2 separate regions of the Pan troglodytes genome follow, and region 2 is linked to region 1. A link is a contact called in public HiChIP or PLAC-seq data. All regions are on one chromosome and are shown on one strand. Each heading gives the region's core, a stretch centred on a gene start, on an enhancer-like site or on the middle of the called end of the contact. The rest is flanking DNA. Distances are from core to core; before and after follow the strand shown. Region 1 holds the start of ACTN4 (actinin alpha 4). Region 2 holds the start of MRPS12 (mitochondrial ribosomal protein S12).

Evidence for each region. HiChIP or PLAC-seq counts read pairs in DNA pulled down with a chosen protein or histone mark.
Region 2: an H3K4me3 HiChIP or PLAC-seq map of stem cell-derived excitatory neurons shows a contact between it and region 1, with 4 times the contacts expected there. The contact joins the promoter of MRPS12 here to the promoter of ACTN4 in region 1. A contact is called at or near these places in 1 of 7 Hi-C or Micro-C datasets (stem cell-derived neural progenitor cells) and 1 of 1 datasets of contacts at active chromatin or transcription factors (stem cell-derived excitatory neurons).

What each region holds. Positions count from the first base shown.
Region 1 is chr20:41,774,635-41,779,163 of NHGRI_mPanTro3-v2.0_pri, reverse strand. ACTN4 (actinin alpha 4) reads right to left here and starts at 3,074. Exons shown (of 21, transcript XM_003954372.6): 1 at 2,750-3,074. The coding sequence starts at 2,911.
Region 2 is chr20:42,068,363-42,072,920 of NHGRI_mPanTro3-v2.0_pri, reverse strand. MRPS12 (mitochondrial ribosomal protein S12) reads right to left here and starts at 2,430. Exons shown (of 3, transcript XM_001135151.4): 1 at 2,262-2,430; 2 at 1,917-1,984; 3 at 242-929. The coding sequence starts at 1,965. The coding sequence ends at 562. It overlaps SARS2 (seryl-tRNA synthetase 2, mitochondrial), which reads left to right and starts at 2,524. Exons shown (of 18, transcript XM_016935869.2): 1 at 2,524-2,790. The coding sequence starts at 2,524.

The sequences.
Region 1 (4,529 bases), core at 1,825-4,324:
CCATTACTCCTTCCCCCATTTCATAAAGAATCCCTACCCCATAACAGGAAAGGGCACAGAGGTGAAGCAGTAGTTTCCCCCACAGAGCAGCTAAGGGTAAATATTTGCTGGAGGAGGTGTAAAGCAGGAGGTACTAGGGCTGAGACAGGAAAGCAGATGGTATTAGCGGACTCTGTGAGCCACCCTTTCCCCTCAAACCTGCCCGGCCCCAGAGGAAGGGAGCTGGGAGGTAAGAGAATGACACATGGCAGCAAGACCTGGAGGTTCTGGGGAGTCCTGGTTTCCACCCAGGGCCTGAATGGTGCCCCAGCCTCACCCTGTAGGCAAGGGACAGTATAACCACGAACAAAGCCCACACCCTAACTCTCGGGAGGGAGTGAAACCCGGCTCGCAAAAGTAGTCACTTGGGGAGTGGCAGAAGACAGGAAGGGAGAGAAAAGGAAGGTCCCCCACCCCTATCACCTGAGAAAAAAGGGGGAGGGGTTTATTTTCTCCAGCACCTTCAGCTGCAGAAGACAAAGCCTAGACATTCTCAAAACCACCACTGTGGCCCCTGCTCCCTCCCAACTTTCCAGGTCTCTTGGCAACCTTTTCCAACCTGGCACTGCCTCAGGCAATAAATTATTGTTGAGACTCCAGAACAGATCTCACCTTCCCCTCAAAAAGTGAATTTATGCCAACTATCGCAACCTGTCCATCCTGCAGTAGGTGGGGCCACGGATAAGGACACCCCTCCCACCAAGCCACTGCCATGCCCCTCAGTTACTACTGATGAGGAAATTCAAGCAACGCTGGTAATGGACCCAAGGTTATGCGCGGCCCCACCTCAGGCTGCCTTGGAACAGCTGCTCCTTCCACCCTTCCCACCCTTTCCCCTCCAGCCTGGGCTAGGCTGCCTGTGCCAAGCTCCTGGCCACCAACTCACGCCCTCGAGAGGCTTCCAGTCACTCCCCACTCTGCCAGGTCACCACTCAAAGCCCTGTAGTCTGTTCCTGAAAAATCTCCACCAAACCCACTCTCCCAAACCTTCAGAGCCCTGTCCAAAGTCCCAACTCTACACACATCCCTCTTTATTAACAGAATCACCGCAAGGACCCCTCGGATCCCTTTGCATTTTGCAGATAACAAAACTGCCCGGAGAGTTCAAGGGTCTTGTCCAAGGCCACAGAGCGAATCAGTAACAAATCTGGAAAGAAAATCCAGATCTCCAGATCCCACGAAATGCTTCCAACTTCAAGTACCTCCCACCCATTTCACGCACAAAACTTCTGAACAACCCCTTCCCCCCACACACACCCACTCACCACGCTCCTTTCTTTAGCTCTTCCTGCACACACTCAGAGCTCCCCCCTCAACCACACTGGATTTATCCCCCCCCTCCAACAGACACTGACACCTCGCTCGGGATCCCACTCCACTTCTCATCACCTTTTCACTGCTGTGGGGCCCTACCAAGTTGCCCCCCCCCGCCCCCCAAAAAAACAGTGCCACCTGAACACAGTCTCTGCTTCAGGATCCCTTCACCTACCTCCGGTCTCTCCAAAAAAGACACAATTCTTCCTGGACACTCTCAACGCTTCCTCCCCAAACTCATTCTGCCTGCACGACACACACACACGTTCTCCAGTCCCGGGACTGCACCTCCAGGAGCCAGCACCCCCTCCTCAAATTCCTTTCTCAGTCTATCCATTACGCATTCCCTTTCTAATGAGACTTTCATTTTCCTAAACGAACCTCCCTCCCATTATCCACCATTCCAGCTCACCCTCCCTCCCACCGATCTCACCTTCTCCCTCTACACTTCCTCATTCTCTCCAACGCTTTAGCTTTTCAGCTTCCCATCAATTCTTTAGAAACCCCTCCCCAAATTATCCCCACTCTCCGTATCCCCTCTACTCCGGCTTCTCCATCCCTCATCAATTCCTCTTATTATTCCTCCTATCTCTTAATCTTCTCCCCTTTGGAACAGGGCACCACAAATAAATCTCACCCCCTTCAAAAACGTCTGATTCACGGGCCCCTTAACTTCTTCCTTCCGCACCCCACCCTCCTCAGACCCCCAGTCCTGGCACCTCTACCCTCCTCACACCCTAAGCCCATGTCTTTTCATGCTCAATTCTACCCTTAGCCCCTGTTTTCATCTTCCCAGCCTCCCTAGTCTTCCCACCCGTCTTCAGACCCCACAATCTCCACTCCATCCTCACACTTGATGCTTCATCCCCTTTAGAACTCCCCCAACCTGAGGCTCCCCCAATTCCAGTCTCCTTCAGATCTTTCTGCTCTCCAAATAACCAACCCCTCCACACTCAAGCTCCTCCTCACACTTCCCAGACCCAGAAATTCCCTTCCCAGCCTCCCCTGATTCTCCTCCCAGCACCCCCAACCCATGCTCCGACCCTTCAAGCCCGCCTCGGATCCCAGTTCCATTTCAGCCTGCCCAGTCATCTCCTCGGTTTCCCCTAATGGCACGCCCAGACCCTCCAAATCCTTCATCAGCCTTCCCGATTCCTTTTATTTGACTCCCATATTCCCCACCCAGCCGCCAATTCTCTTTTCAGATTCCCAATTCCTTCCTCTAGCTCGGCGATTCCTCCTCAGGACTCCAATTCCCTTCCCGGACCCGCCAATTCCTTCTCGGGACCCCCCCGTTCCCATCACAGACGCTCCAGTTACCTTTCAGGACCTCCCACCCCTCCCCGGGCACCCTCAGAAAAGCCCCTCCAGCCCGTCCGGCCCGCGGGCCGCGTACCTTGCGCTGCTGCTTCTCCCAGGCCGGGTCCAGCAGCAGGTCCCGGTCCCAGTCGTCCTCCTGGGCCATGTAGTCGCCCATGCTGCCCCCGCCGCCAGCGCCATTGCCCGCGCTGCTGGGGCCGTACTGGTACGACTGGTTCGCCGCGTGGTAGTCCACCATTCCGCCGCCTCTCGCTCGCCCACCAGCCTGTTCGCTCCCGCCTCAGCTCCCGCCCCTCTGCCCGAGCCGCCGCCGCTACCGCCGCTTCAGCTGCTTCAGCCCGCCCTCCGCCCGCGCCTGCGCACTGCCCGCCGCGCCTGCGCACAGCGCCGAGGTTGCCGCCCTCCCGCGCGCGCGCGCCTGCCAAACCAGAAAAGGCACCAAGGCCGCGCTCGGGAGCTTGGCGCCTGCGCAGAGTCCCGCTTCCTTGCCGCCCGACTCAGCCCGGGGGCGAGCCGCGCCCCCTCTCCCGCGTGAACGCGCGCGTCGTTCGCGTATGGGCGGGGCCAGATCATGAATGATTCATAAGGGCAGGCCCCGCCATCGGACCTGAACCAGCTCAGGCTTGGAATGCACTGCACCGGGTTCCCATTCAGCGACACAAATTCAACAAATATTTATTGAACACCTACTCTGTGCCAGACTATGTTTTACGCAGGCACTAAAAACAGAAAAAAATCCCAACTTTCATGAAACTACCTTCTAGTAAAGGAAGCCACATACACACAAATCTACTTTTATTTTTATTATTTTTTGAGACGGAGTCTCGCTGTGTCTCCCAGGCTGGAGTGCAGTGGCGCGATCTCGGCTCACTGCAACCTCCGCCTCCCGGATTCAAGCAATTCTCCTGCCTCAGCCTCCCGAGTAGCTGGGAACACAGGCATGCTCCACCACACCCGGCTAATTTTTGTATTTTTTTAGTAGAGACGGGGTTTCACCATGTTGGCCAGGCTGGTCTTGAACTCTTGAGCTCAAGCGATCCTCCCGCCTCAGCCTCCCAAAGTGCTGGAATTACAGGCGTGAGCCACCGCACCCAACCAACACACAAATTTTTTTTTTTTGAGACGGAGTTTCGCTCTCGTTGCCCAGGCTGGAGTGCAATGGCGTGATCTGGGCTCACTGCAACCTCCGCCTCCCAGGTTCAAGCTATTCTCCTGCCTCAGCCTCCCGAGTAGCTGGGATCACAGGCATGTGCCACCACTCCTGGCTAATTTTGTATTTTTAGTAGAGACGGGGTTTCTCCATGTTGGTCAGGCTGGTCTCAAACTCCCGACCTCAGGTGATCCGCCCACCTCAGCCTCCCAAAGTGCTGGGCTTACAGGCATGAGCCACTGCGCCTGGCCTCAACACTCAAAATTTTAAAAAATATGTGGACAGGCACAGTGGCTCACACCTGTAATCCCAGCACTTTGGGAGGCTGAGGCGGGAGGATGGCTTGAGCCCAAGAGTTCAAGGCCAGCCTAGGCAACATAACAAGAACCTGTCTCTACAAGAAATGTAAAAATTCACTGGGCATGGCTGTGTGCACCTGTAGTCCCAGCTACTCAGGAGGCTGAGGAAGGGACATCACTTGAGCCCAGGAGTTCCAGTCTGCAGTGAGCTGTGATCACACCAATGCACTCCAGAAGCGAAATCCTGTCTCAAAAATATACATAAAAGTAAAAAATAGGTAGTATTGTATATTCCAAGGTGTTGAGTATTTGGAGAAAAATCAAGCATGGGCTGGAATGCAAATAAACTACTCAGGTAGGCTTCATGGAGAAGGCAGACATTTAAACAAAGGTGCGAGCCACTGCAT
Region 2 (4,558 bases), core at 1,181-3,680, 290 kb before region 1:
GCAGTGAGCTGAGATCATGCCACTGCACTCCAGCCTGGGCAACAGAGCGAGACTTTGTCAAAAAAAAAAAAAAAAAAAAGGAGCCCTCCATGCGTGTTATGCACATAGAGCATCGAATTTAATCTTCCCCAAACCAAACAAAGGAGATACCACCAATGGAGCTATTTTCTGGAGGAGGAAACTGAAGCTCAGAGATGTCCACTGCCACAGCCACACAGAGGGCAAATACTCCACAAGGGGATTCACATCACAAGCGCCAGGGTCTGTTTATTAAAACCCCTTCCCAGCAGAGGGCAGTACAGTGTCTTGTCCCAGCAGAAAAGGTCCTTCAGGCCACCCCTCTAAACACAGGAGCCAAGGGTGTTGACAGAGGGGCACCCTTTGCACCCCCAGGACTCCTATGGCTTAATAGTGGTCCTGATGGAAGAGGCGGAGCCAGGACTTGAATCCATGAATGGCTGCCTCTAGAGGCGCAAAGGCCAGCATCGGAGGACCCTGCGGCAGCCAGGAGCGGAAGGTTCATGTTCTGCAGGGGCGCCCAGCCCACTGTGCCCCCAGCCGTCACTTCTTCTGCACGTGGCCACAGTCGTACTTGCCACGCACAACGGTGAGCTTGACGCCTGGCAGGTCCTGGGTGCGGCCGCCCTCCACAAGGACAATCTGGTGCTCCTGCAGGGTGTGGCCCTCCCCGGGGATGAAGCAGACCGCCTCGCGGCCAGTGCTGAGCCGCACTCGACAGCACTTGCGATTGGCCGAGTTGGGCTTCTTCGGCTTGCGGGTGAACGTGCACAGGACCACACCCTTCAGCTGCGGCCGGCCTTCCGTGGGGCCCAGCTTCCGAGGCGGCCGCTTGGGGGGCCCCAGGCGGTGCATCTGGTTCAGGGTAGCCATGGAGCAGGTGGCCCAGAGCCGGGGAACCAGAGCTGGGCCTGGAGAGGGCCGAAAGGGGTTATTATCCCAGAGAACAGATCTTAGTGTAGTAGCAAGTCAATTTTGGTGTTTTAGGCATTGTTTAAAGCACCTTACAAGGATGCATTTGTTCACATCTAATGTTATTTACAGACAAAAGTAACTCTTTATTCTTCAAGGAAGCATTACCTTTTTTTTTTTTTTTCTTTTTTTTTGAGACAAAGTCTCACTCTGTCGCCCAGGCTGGAGTGCAGTAGCTCAATCTCGGCCCACTGCAACCTCTGCCTCCTGGGTTCAAGCAATTCTCCTGTCTCAGCCTCCTGAGCAGCTGGGACTACAGGCACCCACCACCACGCTCGGCTAATCTTCGTATTTTAAAGTAGAGATGGGGTTTCACCATGTTGGTCAGGCTGGTCTCGAACTCCTGACCTCGGCCTCTCAAAGTGCTGGGATTACAGGTGTGAGCCACCACGCCTGGCCAGGAAGCATTATTTTTAATGCTGTTTAAAATAATAGTAGGCTCAGTGGCTCATGCATGTAATCCTAGCACTTTTGGAGGCTGTGGAGGGTCACTTGAGCTCAGGAGTTAAGGCCAGACTGGGCGACACAGGGAGACCTCCCTCTCTACAAAGAATCAAAAAGTTAGCTGGTTGTGGTTCTGCAGGCCTGTGGTCCCAGCTACTTGGGAGGCTGAGGCGGGAGGATCACTTGAGCCCAGGAGGTCGAGACTGCAGTGAGCTGTGATCACACCGCTGCACTTCAGCCTGGGCGACAGAGGGAGATCTTAAATAAATAAATAATAAAACTGACCCAAACGCCGCTTGACACGCAGTAGCCCTCCATGCAGCTGCTTCCCACCTCTTGCTCTAGCAGCCCTAGCTCTGCCAAAACCCCACCGTGTTTTTCCACCCCCGTTTCCCTCGGGGCTCCGACAGAGGCACACAAGTCCAAGAGCGAATAACCCTCCCCCTCTAGCCTCGTCCCTGAAGCCCAAGTCCCCCACTTACCACAAGTTAGGGACGTGTTGAGGCCACGGAGAAGGCCAGACCAGGACATCCTGCCGCCTGGGCCGTCCCTGTGGTAGGGGATAAAAGACTCAGAAAGGAGGAAAAAGTGGCCGATCCGCAAATGCTCCCCGATCCGCTCTCAGGACTTTCTGGCTTAAATCAAAGGAAATACCTCTATAGGTCTAACCACAGGCCCTCATACTGCTAACAGAAAGTCCCTCCGTAAATTTAGCCTCGCTCTGAGTGGGTTCCCGAGGGCCCAACCACTCTCGCCCGCACAAAGGAAGAACTGGGAAATTGGGGAGATGGCCTGGTAGATTTGGAGGACCCCAGGATTCCACCGACCTCACAGGACCTAAAGGTGAGGTCGCGGACACGCTGAATCCAGCTTCTAGCCTCTTCCGGGCGCTATCCGTGCAGGGATTGGCTGGTTCTGCCTCGCGTCACTGAAGAGGCGGGACACAGACGACGATTGGGCGACGAAGGACTCTATCGCGGTCAACTTTCCTCAGGATCTGATTGGCTCGTCACGGTCAGGTTCGCTGCTTTGCAATTGGTCTAAACGCGGAGTGGGCGGGACGAAGTGCCGCCTTGTCCCCGGTCCAAGATGGCTGCGTCCATGGCGCGGCGCTTGTGGCCTTTGCTGACTCGTCGGGGGCTCCGGCCCCGGGGAGGCTGCATCTCCAACGATAGTCCAAGGAGAAGTTTCGCTACAGAGAAACGAAACCGGAACCTCCTGTACGAGTATGCGCGCGAGGGCTACAGCGCACTCCCTCAGCTGGACATAGAGCGGTTCTGCGCATGCCCAGAAGAGGCCGCACACGCCCTGGAGCTCCGCAAGGGGGAGCTGCGCTCGGCAGACCTGCCCGCGATCGTGAGTGCGCCTGCGCCGGCCGGGGGGCGCAGGCGTTTGCTTTACGGAAGAATTGGGTTTGCAAGATGTCCTCCGGCAGGGGGCGAACCTATAGTAGGAATTTTAGTTCTTTCCCAAGTTAGCCAACGTCTTGTGCATGGCACCCACTTATGTGCCAGTTGTCCAGTGAGTGCTGAGGCCCTACCATGTGCCAAGAATGCCTACTGTGTCCTGGACACCCATTATGCGCTTGTTTCATACTGCTTGCTGGGTACCTACTGTCGTCTAGGAACTTGCTATGTGACATTGCCCTCCGTGCTGCAACCTCATGCCAGCCTTTCCCTAAGACCACAAAGGAAAATGGGGAGCCAAGTGTGAATCGGACGGGGTCAGGCCTGGGGTGTGGTGGAGCTCTTGCGTTTGGAGAGAGAGGTAGGGAGAGCTGTGCACCTCCGCCACACATAGCAGGCAGTTAAATAGAGTTAATGAATGAATGAATGAATCCATTAATGAATGGTTCTATTAAACTGATACTTAAGGTGCAACTGCTATATTCCGGTGTTCTAGATGTTGCAAATATGCGGTGAATAATAATAAAATTGCTAGCACTTATAAAAGGGAATTAGGACCGGGTTCACAATATCTCTGTGTTGAGGTGCTAACGATAGTGGGGTCCCCACGTCTTCCCATTCCTCTCTTGGACTCCCCTCCCAGCCTGTTTGAAGTGCTTTATTCACTTTAACCTCGTTTAATTTTCACAGCAACTCTATGAAGTAGGTGCCATTATTTCTCCCATTTTATCAGAGGGGAAATTAAGACTTCAAGAAGCTAATTCACTTGCGCTAGGTCATGCAACTGGGAAGTGGCAGAGTGGGAATTTTAACCTGTGCTTTCTGGCCTAGAATCCACTTTTTTTTTTTTTTTTTTTTTTGAGATAGGGTGTTGTTCTGTCGCCCAGGATGAAGTACAGTGGTACAATTATAGCTCACTGGAACCTTGAATTCCTGAGCTCAAATAATCCTCCCACTCAGCCTCCCGTGTAGCTGGGACTACAGGCAGACACCACCACGCCCGGCTAAACTTTTGTATTTTTTGTTGAGACAGGGACATACTATGTTGCCCAGGCTGGTCTTGAACTCCTGCACCCAAGTCATCCTCCCACCCTGGCCTCCCAAAATGCTGAGATTACAGGCATGAGCCACCACACCCAGACTCCACAATCTTAAGTACCCTGCTGTGCCCTCTCATGATCTGAGTTCACAGTCTAGTAAAAGACATTTTTTTTTTTTTGAGATGGAGTTTTGCTCTTGTCTCCCAGGCTGGAGTGCGCTGCGACTTCTGCCTCCCAGGTTGAAGTGATTCTCCCACCTCAGCCTCCCGAGTAGCTGGGATTAGAGGCACGTGCCACCACATCTGCATAATTTTTGTATTTTTAGTAGAGACGGGGTTTCACCATGTTGGCCAGGCTGGTCTCAAACTCTTGACCTCAAGTGATCCACCCGCCTTGGCCTCCCAAAGTGCTAGGAGTACAGATGTGAGCCACCATGCCCCACTAAAAGACATTTAACATATACAACTCTACATATATACTAATTACAATTTCTGGTAAATTTGACTACCTAGAGTAATCAAATTCATACAGACAGATATACTCATTATAATCTGTGGTAAATGCTGTGAAGGCAAAGTGGAGGACAGCCTGGGAGGACTTCTCAGAGGAGGTGGCATTAAACAAAGATCTGTGGATTGAGAAATTACCAGGGAAGAGGGAAGACGAGTATCCCAAGTA